2 separate regions of the Mus musculus genome follow, and region 2 is linked to region 1. A link is a contact called in public HiChIP or PLAC-seq data. All regions are on one chromosome and are shown on one strand. The core of a region is the stretch at or near the end of the contact, and the rest is flanking DNA. Distances in the headings are between cores, read along the strand shown.

Region 1 (5,007 bases), core at 1,128-3,627:
AGGAGAGGCATGGTGTACAAATTCCTAAGGAGGGGGGAACTCTACTTGAGTCTTTTAATGTCTGGCTAGGGAGCTTCTACTTCTGGGCCCAGCTTCCACCACAAAGAGACAGGAAACATCACCAGGGCTACATGTCTGTTCCTTTTTTCCTGTAGCTTTAAGACTTTGAACTGTTCTACAAAAGTCACTGTCCTGGTCAGAGCCAGCTCATCCTAATTTCCTGTGTGTGCTGACTATTTTGATTGTTTTCTTTTTTTAGAATTCAATGAAATTTTGTATCCTGTAAAATCTCCATACTTCAAATTTTAATTTAAAAAAATACACTCTCAAACACACACACACACATTGCTTAAGCCAAAAGAATGAAAACCTTTCACCAGTACAGCCTGCATGGCACACTGAACATTCTCAAGGATAGTGACAACTGACACATTCAGACACAAGATTGATTTGGTTATAAACTGACCTTATATTGAGCCATGACAACATGGGTGTCGTGCCTCCACCAATGACCCACACAGTGAAGAAGACAATGAGCAGTGTGGTTGTGAACATCATCTGGCGGGCATACGATGCCGTGTCACGGATAGCCAGTGCAAATGCCATCGCTCCTCTCAGGCCTGTGGCAACCAAACAGGAAGGTCTTCTGGTGATGTGAGGACATGGCAACAACTCCTCAAAATTAATTGTCACATGTGGGGGTAAAAGTTCTAGCCACATGCTCTGGGAGCCAGGATGTCTAACCCAGAGAGAATCGCCTTAGAAGTGCGCAATCTTCTTTGCAGCTGGCTTTCACAGAATTTCCAGTATGAGAAAAAAAGCACCATTTTGTACAGCACATTCTAGAACACTGGCTACTATTACTATTTAAATGGTTCTCTTGCTAGTGAGATGAAAGAAAGAGAAACATGCATAATAACGAGCTCTCTACGTCTTCTATCCCGTCAACAGAAATGCTGGCTGAGTATGAATATATCCGATGCACACTTGTGGAAAACAGGGTGTTATTTTTCTTAGCAAAGGAGAGAGTACCTCACTGAATAGTGAAAAGACAGGTTGACCTGTAGCAGGGTTTTTGAGACAGGGTCTTATATAGCACAGGCTGACCTCAAATTTAATATTTACCTAAGCATGTTTGAACTCCTGATCCTTTTACCTCCCCCTTCCTAGTCTGCGATTATACATATGTGCTACCAAGCCCAGTTGATTATATTTTAATCATATCACTGTTGGCTAAATAAAATGTATTTTCTTTATATATACATGTATGTATATATATTTACCTGAAAACATCATCATGTGTTGAAAATTCCAGCCAATCTTATGCCTTCTGCCCAAGTTGAGGAAGAAGGAGAGTGGGTAGATATGTGCAGCTCTTCCCAGGAAGATGGCAACCTGACCACCAGGTGATAAGGAGCCAACACATTTCCAGAACGACACTTCAAAACACTCTGATTGACCATAAAATTTGAGCAGCTACTCAGAGAAGCTTGATTTCCCCCTACAACAATCCCTCAGCAACAAAATGGGAGTCATTTGGTCAACTTTTCTACTTCTTAGTTCATTAATTTCAAGCTTATAAACACATTGTAACTTTTGAACTAAACTGAACTGGTATTGGCAGATTCCTCAATTTCTCAAAAAAATGAGCCCAGAAATAATCTAAAGTATGATAGCAGGAGCATGGGCTAAATGAAGCACACACTATGTTGGGCTCTATTTAAAAGAGAATGGCAAGAAAGAAAAGTAAGCCTAGATTCGAACTGTAGAAAGTTTGCTGGGAAAGAGCCAACAAGCTTCATTTGCAAGCAAACATCAGGGAGTTCAAGGCCCAGGGAGCTCAGGAAAATTAGAAGTGAAGAAACTGCGTATTCTTACCACAAACAGACATTCTCTCATACAAATTAACGCAGAGAGAGTTCTCTGCTTATGTAGCTTTACTGCTCCTTGGGAGTGTAAAATGTAGAAAAGGATGAATAAGAAAAAGGGGTTCTGCTGTGAAAAGCAAAGAATTCAGGGAAACTGGTCATCTTTTCCTTGCCAAGTTTAAACAGCACCCAACAGAGAGAGCTGCCCAATCCCCTGGTCAGAGAAGGAAACTCAGACAGGAGCCAGCAAACAGAGCTTCCGTCCAGCAATGCACCAGCTGCAGGAGCCACAGCTGTCTCAGACAGAAGCCAGGGACAAACTATCTTCTACTTCCTCCAGGGTAAAGTGCAAAGTGTTTTTCTGCCTTTTTTGTTTTTTCTTTCTCCTTTCCTTGTTTGATTTTGTTGTTAACAAAAGGAAATGACAGTGCTTGTAAAGCACATTCTACTCAGAGGTGAAAGAAAAAGCCTCAAGTGGTCAGAAGCCTTTTTGGACTCGCAGAGGATGTGGCTCACCCAGCCAAGAGGCCCTGATCTGTAAACAAGGCCCTCCTCCCACTATCTCTTCCAGGATGCCATGCAGGAAATACAAATCAAAGCAACATGCCAAGTCTTAGTGAAGGAAAGCCAATCCCACGGAAATTAAGCTGTTTTTTAGTGACTATGTGAAGCCACTCAGTAAGATCCTAACTAGGATTCTGGCACTGTCACTATCTAGCAGCTAAGGAGGGGCAGCCCTACACTCTTGCACATGAAACCAAATTCCCAGAAGAAAAAAAACATTCTTTCTAGAAGAGTTAAGGATTCCCATGAGGCCTTGAAAAGGCTAAATAAATAAATAAATAAATGTAAAAAATCAATAGGAACAGATCTTAAAAATCCTGCCCCAGAAAAGTGACTTCAGTGACAATAGTACAATGGTATCTAAGACCATGTGAGCAAAGCCATCAGCTGCTGAGCCACTCCAGGGCACTCACATCCCTCCCTCCTATCTAACCCAAGCACCCAAAATGCCCCACTTCTGAAATATTACATCCCCAAGGGTTGACGTCAAAGAAGTTTTATCTTTTCTTCTCATCCTCTTTCTCATTCCTTCCTCCTCCCCTTCAATTCTATCAGTTTTTTATCTGTTCTTTTTTCCTCATCTCTTCCTTCTTTCAAACCTCTCTTCCTTCCTGTTTTAGAAAAAACAAAGAAGTCTCTCCCAGCATAATCTAAGGGGCAGGGCAGCTTAGCTGAAAGTATGGACACTGTCTACACACACACAAAGGCAGCATGGGTTGGGGCTACCCAAGCTAGAATCTGCAGCTGAGAGCAAGAAGAGTGGAACCTTCTAATCACTAGAACCAGGGAACTGACTCTGTTACAGCTGACATGACAATAGCGACAATAGCATATCTACAATAATTCTGGGGTCTGGCATGGTTATTGACTTTTAGATCTAATCAGGACAGAACTCTACAAAACAAATGACTGCCCAACAAACACTAGCTTAGAACAGAGAATGCCAGAAAAAAAAAGACAGCCCTAGAAATCAAATATATTCAGCTTTAGGAAGCTTCCCACCCCCACTCCCTACCCCACTACAAATACACTGAACTAGAACGGACCCAGCTACCCATTCTAATCAGAGTCAGAATCCTCTTAGTAGTTGCATGCCTTTCCCAGCAGAGGTCACTTCTGTCTACAATGTCAAATAGGAAAAGGATACAAAAGCACCGATGATGAAAATGGGGCTGAAAACGTGTTTCTGGAAGGTGAACAGTGCCAGGCCCATGTAGGAAAAGATGAAGTTCTCTGCCAGGAAGTGTAACACCTCAAAAAGCTGCAGGAAGAAGGAAAAGGGAGGCTGTGAACACTGCATTCCTGGCTGCATTCCTCCTGTCCAGCTACTTGGCAGCCCAGCGGGCTCAAGGACCACTCTTACCTGCTTGCTTCGACTTCGAGATTCTACTGACAGGTTGTTATATGTGTAATGAGCTTGTGTAATCCCACAGAAAAGGACAGCTACAACACCTGTCAAAAAGAGTTTCTAAACGTCAATGGGAAAGACGAGACCAAAAAAATCTACTGACATGAAAATCCATGGCATGCGAGACTTGCCTAACTCCAATCCTCCTTCCCTCCCTCCCCCTACCGCCTTTCATCTGCTCCTCCCTCTTTTCCTCTCTCCCTCCCTCTCTTACAGGCCCTGCTGCAGCCCAGCAGTAAACCTACCTGTAAACCCACAGGCTTCCGCCAGGAGAAAGGTACTCCAGGACATCAGGAAAAAAAGCGCTGTCTCCAGCAGGGGGAAGCAGTGCAGCTTAGTAAACTTGGTCACGTCAGCACCAGGTTAAGGACAGCAGCTCTGGGCAGGGGCAGCAGGGACACTTGAGATCCCTATTCTTTTAGTCTGAGAGCCCCCTCTCTGAGGGCCAGCCATTCCCTATACATCCTTGGAGGGTCTTATCTCTTATTTTAAATGTTACAATGTTGGGATGGAACTTAAGAGCCCAAAATATGCTATGCTAGTACTCCATCCACCATTGGGCCACACATCCCTGACCAGATATTTATTAATTTGTTTGCTTGCTTGTTTATTTATTTATTTCCTTCCTTTCTTTTTGAGACAGGGTTTTTCTGTGTAGCCTTGGCTGGCCTGGAACTCACTGTGCATATCAGATTGGCCTTAAACTCACAGAGATCCACTGGCCTCTACCTTCCAAGTGCTAGGATTAAAGGTGACACAACCACACCCGGCTCAATTTTGAAGTAACATAAATTAAAAATTAAGCTTTCTGGTTACTGGTACTGTAGATGAATTGTAAGCACTTGCCTATCACATTAGAGGTCCTATATTTGATCATTCCTCTACCATACAAATTAAAGAAACCTTCCAGTAGAATACAGGTTACCAGGACCAGAGCCAGAGTGCAGAATTCCTGTTGAATTGGCACAGAGGGCCTGTCTGAGATGAGGAATAGCATTCTTGGAACAGGTAGCAGGAATGCCTAGACAATACAGGGAATTTAGTGTGAAACAGTTCACGTGTGTGTGTGTGTGTGATACACATGTTCGTGCTAAGCAAGCATGTAAAGGTCAGAGGATATCTTGTAGGAAGTAGTTTTCTTTCACCACATAGGCTCCAGGGATCAAG
Region 2 (5,007 bases), core at 1,853-4,352, 200 kb after region 1:
ATAGACTCATATGTTTGAATAAGGCTATGGGGACCATGGAGTGAAATGTGATGGTTTGTATATGCTTGGCCCAGGGAGTGGCACTATTAGAGGGTGTGGCCCTGTTGGAGTAGGTGTGTCACTGTGGGTGTGGGTTTTAAGACCCTCATTCTAGCTGCCTGGAAGTGAGTCTTTCACTAGTAGCCTTCAGTTGATGATGTCGAATTCTCAACTCTACCTACACTATGCCTGCCATGCTCCCACCTTGATGATAATGAACTAAACCTCTGAACCTGTAATCCAGCCCCCAAATAAATGTTGTCCTTATAAGAGTTGCCTTGGTCATAGTGTCTGTTCACAACAGTAAAATCCTAACTAAGACAGGTGGGAAGTGTCTACCTAGGCAGAAGTAATTGAACTTATGCTTGTGTCTAGCACATACTTTTGTAGGACTTGTTCACCACCTACTTTTATAATATGGAACTCATTCCTGCCATTGCAGCAATTAGAACATATGTGCACATCTGTCTACAGACGATTAACTGGCAAAAAAAATTGTCTGATTATCTCCCTTCAGAGTCTGAGTTAATGTATAAGGGGCTCATTGTACATTCTGCACACTGGGACAGAAGAGTCAGGACTCGAGATAGAATGGCAGTTGGCAGCAATGTATATGCTGATTAGTAAGGACAGAGCTGGCTTGCCAAAAAAAGTCATGGGAATTTATGGTGGAAGGAACTAAAGAGAGACATGGAGAAGGCAGAGACAGAGACAGAGACAGAGTCAGACAGAGAGACAGATAAAGACAGAGAGACATAGGCCTGGTGACTTTTAATCCCAGCTACTTGAGAGGCAAAAACAGGGGACTCAGTTTAATGCCTGTCTGGGTTAATGGGCAACTTAGCCAGACCCTTTCTCAAAATTTAAAGTACTTTGTAAAGGCACAGGGAGGTATTCACGATTTATGTTGGTGGTATAGCACCTGCCTAGTAGGTATAACATGTGCAAGGCTTTAGTTTAATCCCTAGCACCTCTGAAGAAGAAGAAAAAAGAGCAAGAGAGCAAAACAGATCACTAATCTTTGTGTATTAGCTTTTTAATCCTGGTTGTTCTTGGGTTGGTGGGGGCTATATGGAAAGAAGAGACAGTGTCTCAAGTAGCCCAGGCCAGTCTTGAACTCCATTCTGCTTCTAACTCTCAAATGCTGAGAATATATTGCCACACCCAGCTATAATTTGTATGATTTCAATTTAATTTTGATTTAATTTGATTTGGGATTAGACTGACAGTGAGATGAGAGTTAACCAAGTGCCTTCAGTTTTATTTGAGGATCTCTAAAAACTAATTACAGGTTGATCTAGATTTTGTTTCAGATTTGAGTTTCTCAAGAGCATGTGTTTCAAAGCAATGAGTTAGGGCTGGAGAGATGGATCAGCAGTTAAGAGCACTGGCTGCTCTCCCAGAGGTCCTGAGCTCAATTCCCAGCAACCACATGGTGGTTCACAACCATCTGTAATGGGCTCTGATGCCCTTTTCTGCTGTGTCTGAAGAGAGTGACAGTGTACACACATACATAAAATAAACAAATAATTTTAAAAGGGTGTGCTCAAAGCAATGAGTTTTAGAAATTCTTTCTCTAAAATTAGTTTTATTGAGTTGTGTCTTTATGAAGAACATGATCCATGAGGGACAGAGGATCTGAATTTTTCTAGTTCTTGCTCAATTCCATTCATTGTGACCACAGATTCATCCCTGGATTTCAGCTTCTTATTCTGCACTCTGCAGTGATCAAACTTTTGCTATTCTATGAATATAAATTAGCAGCAGGGCTCTAATACAAAACTATCCTCACATAGAACTTTGATCTGACTGAAGAAAAAGGCAGTAATGCACAGCTTTTATTGTCCAAGACCTGGAGCTTAACTTTCAGGTCATTTATAATTCTTAAGCACTGTACCCTTCTTCCTGGTTGTACAAAAAGGGCAGGAAGTGAAAGGAGGAACAATCTTAATGCCCAAATTGAGTCAGAGGCTCTTTTAGAATCTACATTAAATGTGATAGGTATGGTCAAGTAAAAAGATAAACAAATTTGAAAGTGCTAGTCTGCATTTGATGTCTTATCATGATGTTTTAATACTGTATCTCAGAGAAATCAACTTATTATGAAAGCAATACATGGGCATTGTACTCAAAGTCCACCCAAATACAACAAATGTTAATGATTGTGTATATTTTTATGTTTTCACGCGAACTTTGTACCATTTGCTTTGAACAGATCAGGTTGTTTATATGATAGGGTTTATATCCTCTATTAGACTTTGCACTGCTTGAGTTCCTAAAGCTCCTTTGTGGTGAGTCAACATGCCTCTCTTACCCTCTATAGTTGGACTACTGTCTTTTGGAAGAGATTGGAAAAAGGTTATATGTGCTTCTGTCATTGGATGCATAAGCTGAGAGATTCAAAGGTACATGCCTTTTTGTAATATCCTTTTGCTCCCAGATTCACTGTTCTAGTAAGGAGACAATACTAGGTTTTTATCCTAAATACTTGTCCAATTTTGGAGAGATAAGTGGAAGCTTTTAGACATCCCTCAAAGGATTGGAGAGATGGCTCAGTGTTTAAGATCATTTGCTCCTCTTGCAGAGGATCCAGGTTCGCTCCCTAGCACTTGCTTGATGGCTTACAACTATTAGTAACCAGGAGATTTGAGCCCTCTCCTGACCTCTACAGACACCAGACATGAACAGTTCGACCAGAAGCTTGTGGGTTCCCTAGAAAGGTACTGAAAGGGAGGAGTGAAGGACACAAATTTGTTTTACAAAATCAGCAAGATTTTTTTCCCTAGCAATTTTTGTCATAAAACAAGTCCACTACTCTGTATGGCATCCCCTCCAGAGCTTAAATTTTGGAAACTTTCGAAATTTGAGCACCGGGTCAGGAAAAGGTACTCAGCCCAATCAAACAGCAGCCAGCTAGCCCAGCCTAGTTCACTAGAGGGGAGAAGCTGGGGGTGGAGTAGGACCGACCTGGGGACGGGGCCCTCGGTGAGAGCACCTGAGCTGGCCAGCCCCCCGCTGACGTAGGATTGGTGAATGAATACTTTGGCCTGAGCTCATAGGAGCAGAGCAGCTTGCGAGGCATTGATTGGCTCAGAGGCTGCTGCCCGCTTATTGGTTGCCATAGGTCGTCACGGAGACCTAGGGGGTTGGGCGGAGAAGGGTGTTGGGCCTGGCGGGAGTGCTGAGGGTTCCTGGCGGCGGGGCTGCTCCCCTGGGCGGTGTCCGGGGAGCTGTTGGCCGAGTCACCCTGGCTTCCCGCCACCCTCTGAAAGGTGTCTGAGCGAGTGGGGTCCACTACCAAGACCCTTAGGCCGCACCATGGGCTGCTGCTTCACTAAGAGGAGGAAGAGTGAAAAGGCTGAGGGAGAGGAGGAGCAGCCCAAGCTGTACAGCTGGGACCAGCGGGAGAAGGTGATGTTTTGGGGATCCCTTGCTTTGGGCCCTCCTCGGCTGCCCTTTGCAGCAGATGAAAGCGGGCAGTTTGGCGGGTGGCCCACAACTGGCTTTCACTGGCGCGCACAGGCAGCTGAAGTCGCACGACTTTGGGGGCGGGATGTGAAGGGCCCAAAGGAGGCATAGAGTTAGTGGTCAGCCTAACTAGACTCCCAGGGCCTCTCTGTAGGCTCTGCACCCCGACTCCGGATTCTAGAAAGGACTCCAGGGAGGGAAAGAGCCAGGAAGGTGCTGAATCTCCAATCAGCTCATTTCACCAGCGTTGGCCAAAGGGGTTTGGTCCAGTGGTCGAATTACACACGCAAGACTGGTTCTCATCTTTTCTGCGGTTTGTATTCCCAAGCTGTTACTCTTTTGTCTGCTCTCCTCTGAAAATCGCTTTTGGTGCCTCTTGGTGTTACTCAGTTATTAAATGGACTGTTTCATGTCTACCTTTATTCTCGTCTTCCATTTATCAGAAAAGAATAATGAAAATTGAGGCAGTCTTGGAGTGTATTGTGTAAGGTGAAAGTACCCAACACAAACCAGGAAGTAGTTTATTATTGCAGCTTTATATGAACGAAAATGCCATATATATATATATGTACACACACACATACACACACACATATATACATATGTGTGTGTGTATATATATATATATATATATATATATATATATATATATATATATATATATATATATATATATATATATATATATATATATATCTCAAAAGGTTTGAAAAAGTCTCCTAATCTTGCACAAAACACACTTACTTAGGCATACATTTCACAATGGTTCCTCTTTCTACAAAGTTCTTCTTTTCTTCTTAGTGTAGTTGCTTTGTAAAACACTTAATAGACATCAATTATTATAGTTTCTCAAACAAAATAAGAACGCTTGTTCTTTTAAATGGGTGTCATGAACAGTTAACTATTGCTTAATGCAACAACTTTGACCAGAAGTACTAAAGTCTTGTTTTGTTATAACCAGTCATCCTGCATCCTTGTTTGGTATGACAAATCATCCTGCATCATTTCAAATCCCCAGCAGAATTTAGGCATTCATATAAATGACATTTTCAAAATGTTGGCTTTTAACAAATGGAAGCTGAATTCTCAGGCTCAGCTTTTTGCCTTTGACTCTGAAACCTTTCTTAGGCCATGTGGCCTTTTGTTCCTCTTATATAGCAGTATTTTGTCATGTAGGAAAGTGTTGTATTTTCTGTCTTATATGAAGATTGTACCCATCAAAATCATTTGGTAGGAGGATTTTGAAGTATTCATTTTCAACAGCCTTGGGATTTCTAATAATGCTGTTTAAATTTTTTCTCCCCAGCGCTGGGTATTGAGCCATGCTAGGCAAGCATTCTACCACTGAGTGGCATCCCTAGCTAAACAATGCTCTTTAAACTTGAACTTCCTGCTGCAGAGAGAGTTTTTGTTTGTCTTATTTTGTTTAGAAGTGTCAGGCTAAAAGTAAAAGTGTGCTTTTCTTTTCAGTAGTCTTGGTTGGCTGTGGTTCACTGTTCC

Evidence for each region. HiChIP or PLAC-seq counts read pairs in DNA pulled down with a chosen protein or histone mark.
Region 2: an H3K4me3 HiChIP or PLAC-seq map of neural progenitor cells shows a contact between it and region 1, with 8 times the contacts expected there. The contact joins the promoter of Rp2 here to the enhancer-like site in region 1. A contact is called at or near these places in 9 of 39 promoter capture datasets (the 3T3-L1 cell line, the C10 cell line, the HPC-7 cell line and 5 more), 7 of 115 datasets of contacts at active chromatin or transcription factors (the 230-238 cell line, kidney, large pre-B cells and 3 more) and 2 of 9 other capture datasets (macrophages and pancreatic islet).

Annotation. Positions count from the first base shown.
Region 1 is chrX:20,158,349-20,163,355 of GRCm38.p6, forward strand. Slc9a7 (solute carrier family 9 (sodium/hydrogen exchanger), member 7) reads right to left here. Exons shown (of 17, transcript NM_177353.4): 8 at 4,086-4,191; 9 at 3,796-3,884; 10 at 3,580-3,693; 11 at 1,284-1,395; 12 at 467-620. Among named protein-coding and RNA genes, the nearest start is that of Chst7, 100 kb to the left of the region's middle. Within about 2 kb of position 2,378, at least 11 of the 459 cell types and tissues checked have an H3K27ac peak or open chromatin away from gene starts, as enhancers often do. A contact at or near this core is called in neural progenitor cells, where this site is marked.
Region 2 is chrX:20,361,379-20,366,385 of GRCm38.p6, forward strand. Rp2 (retinitis pigmentosa 2 homolog) reads left to right here and starts at 3,103. Exons shown (of 5, transcript NM_133669.5): 1 at 3,103-3,450. The coding sequence starts at 3,358.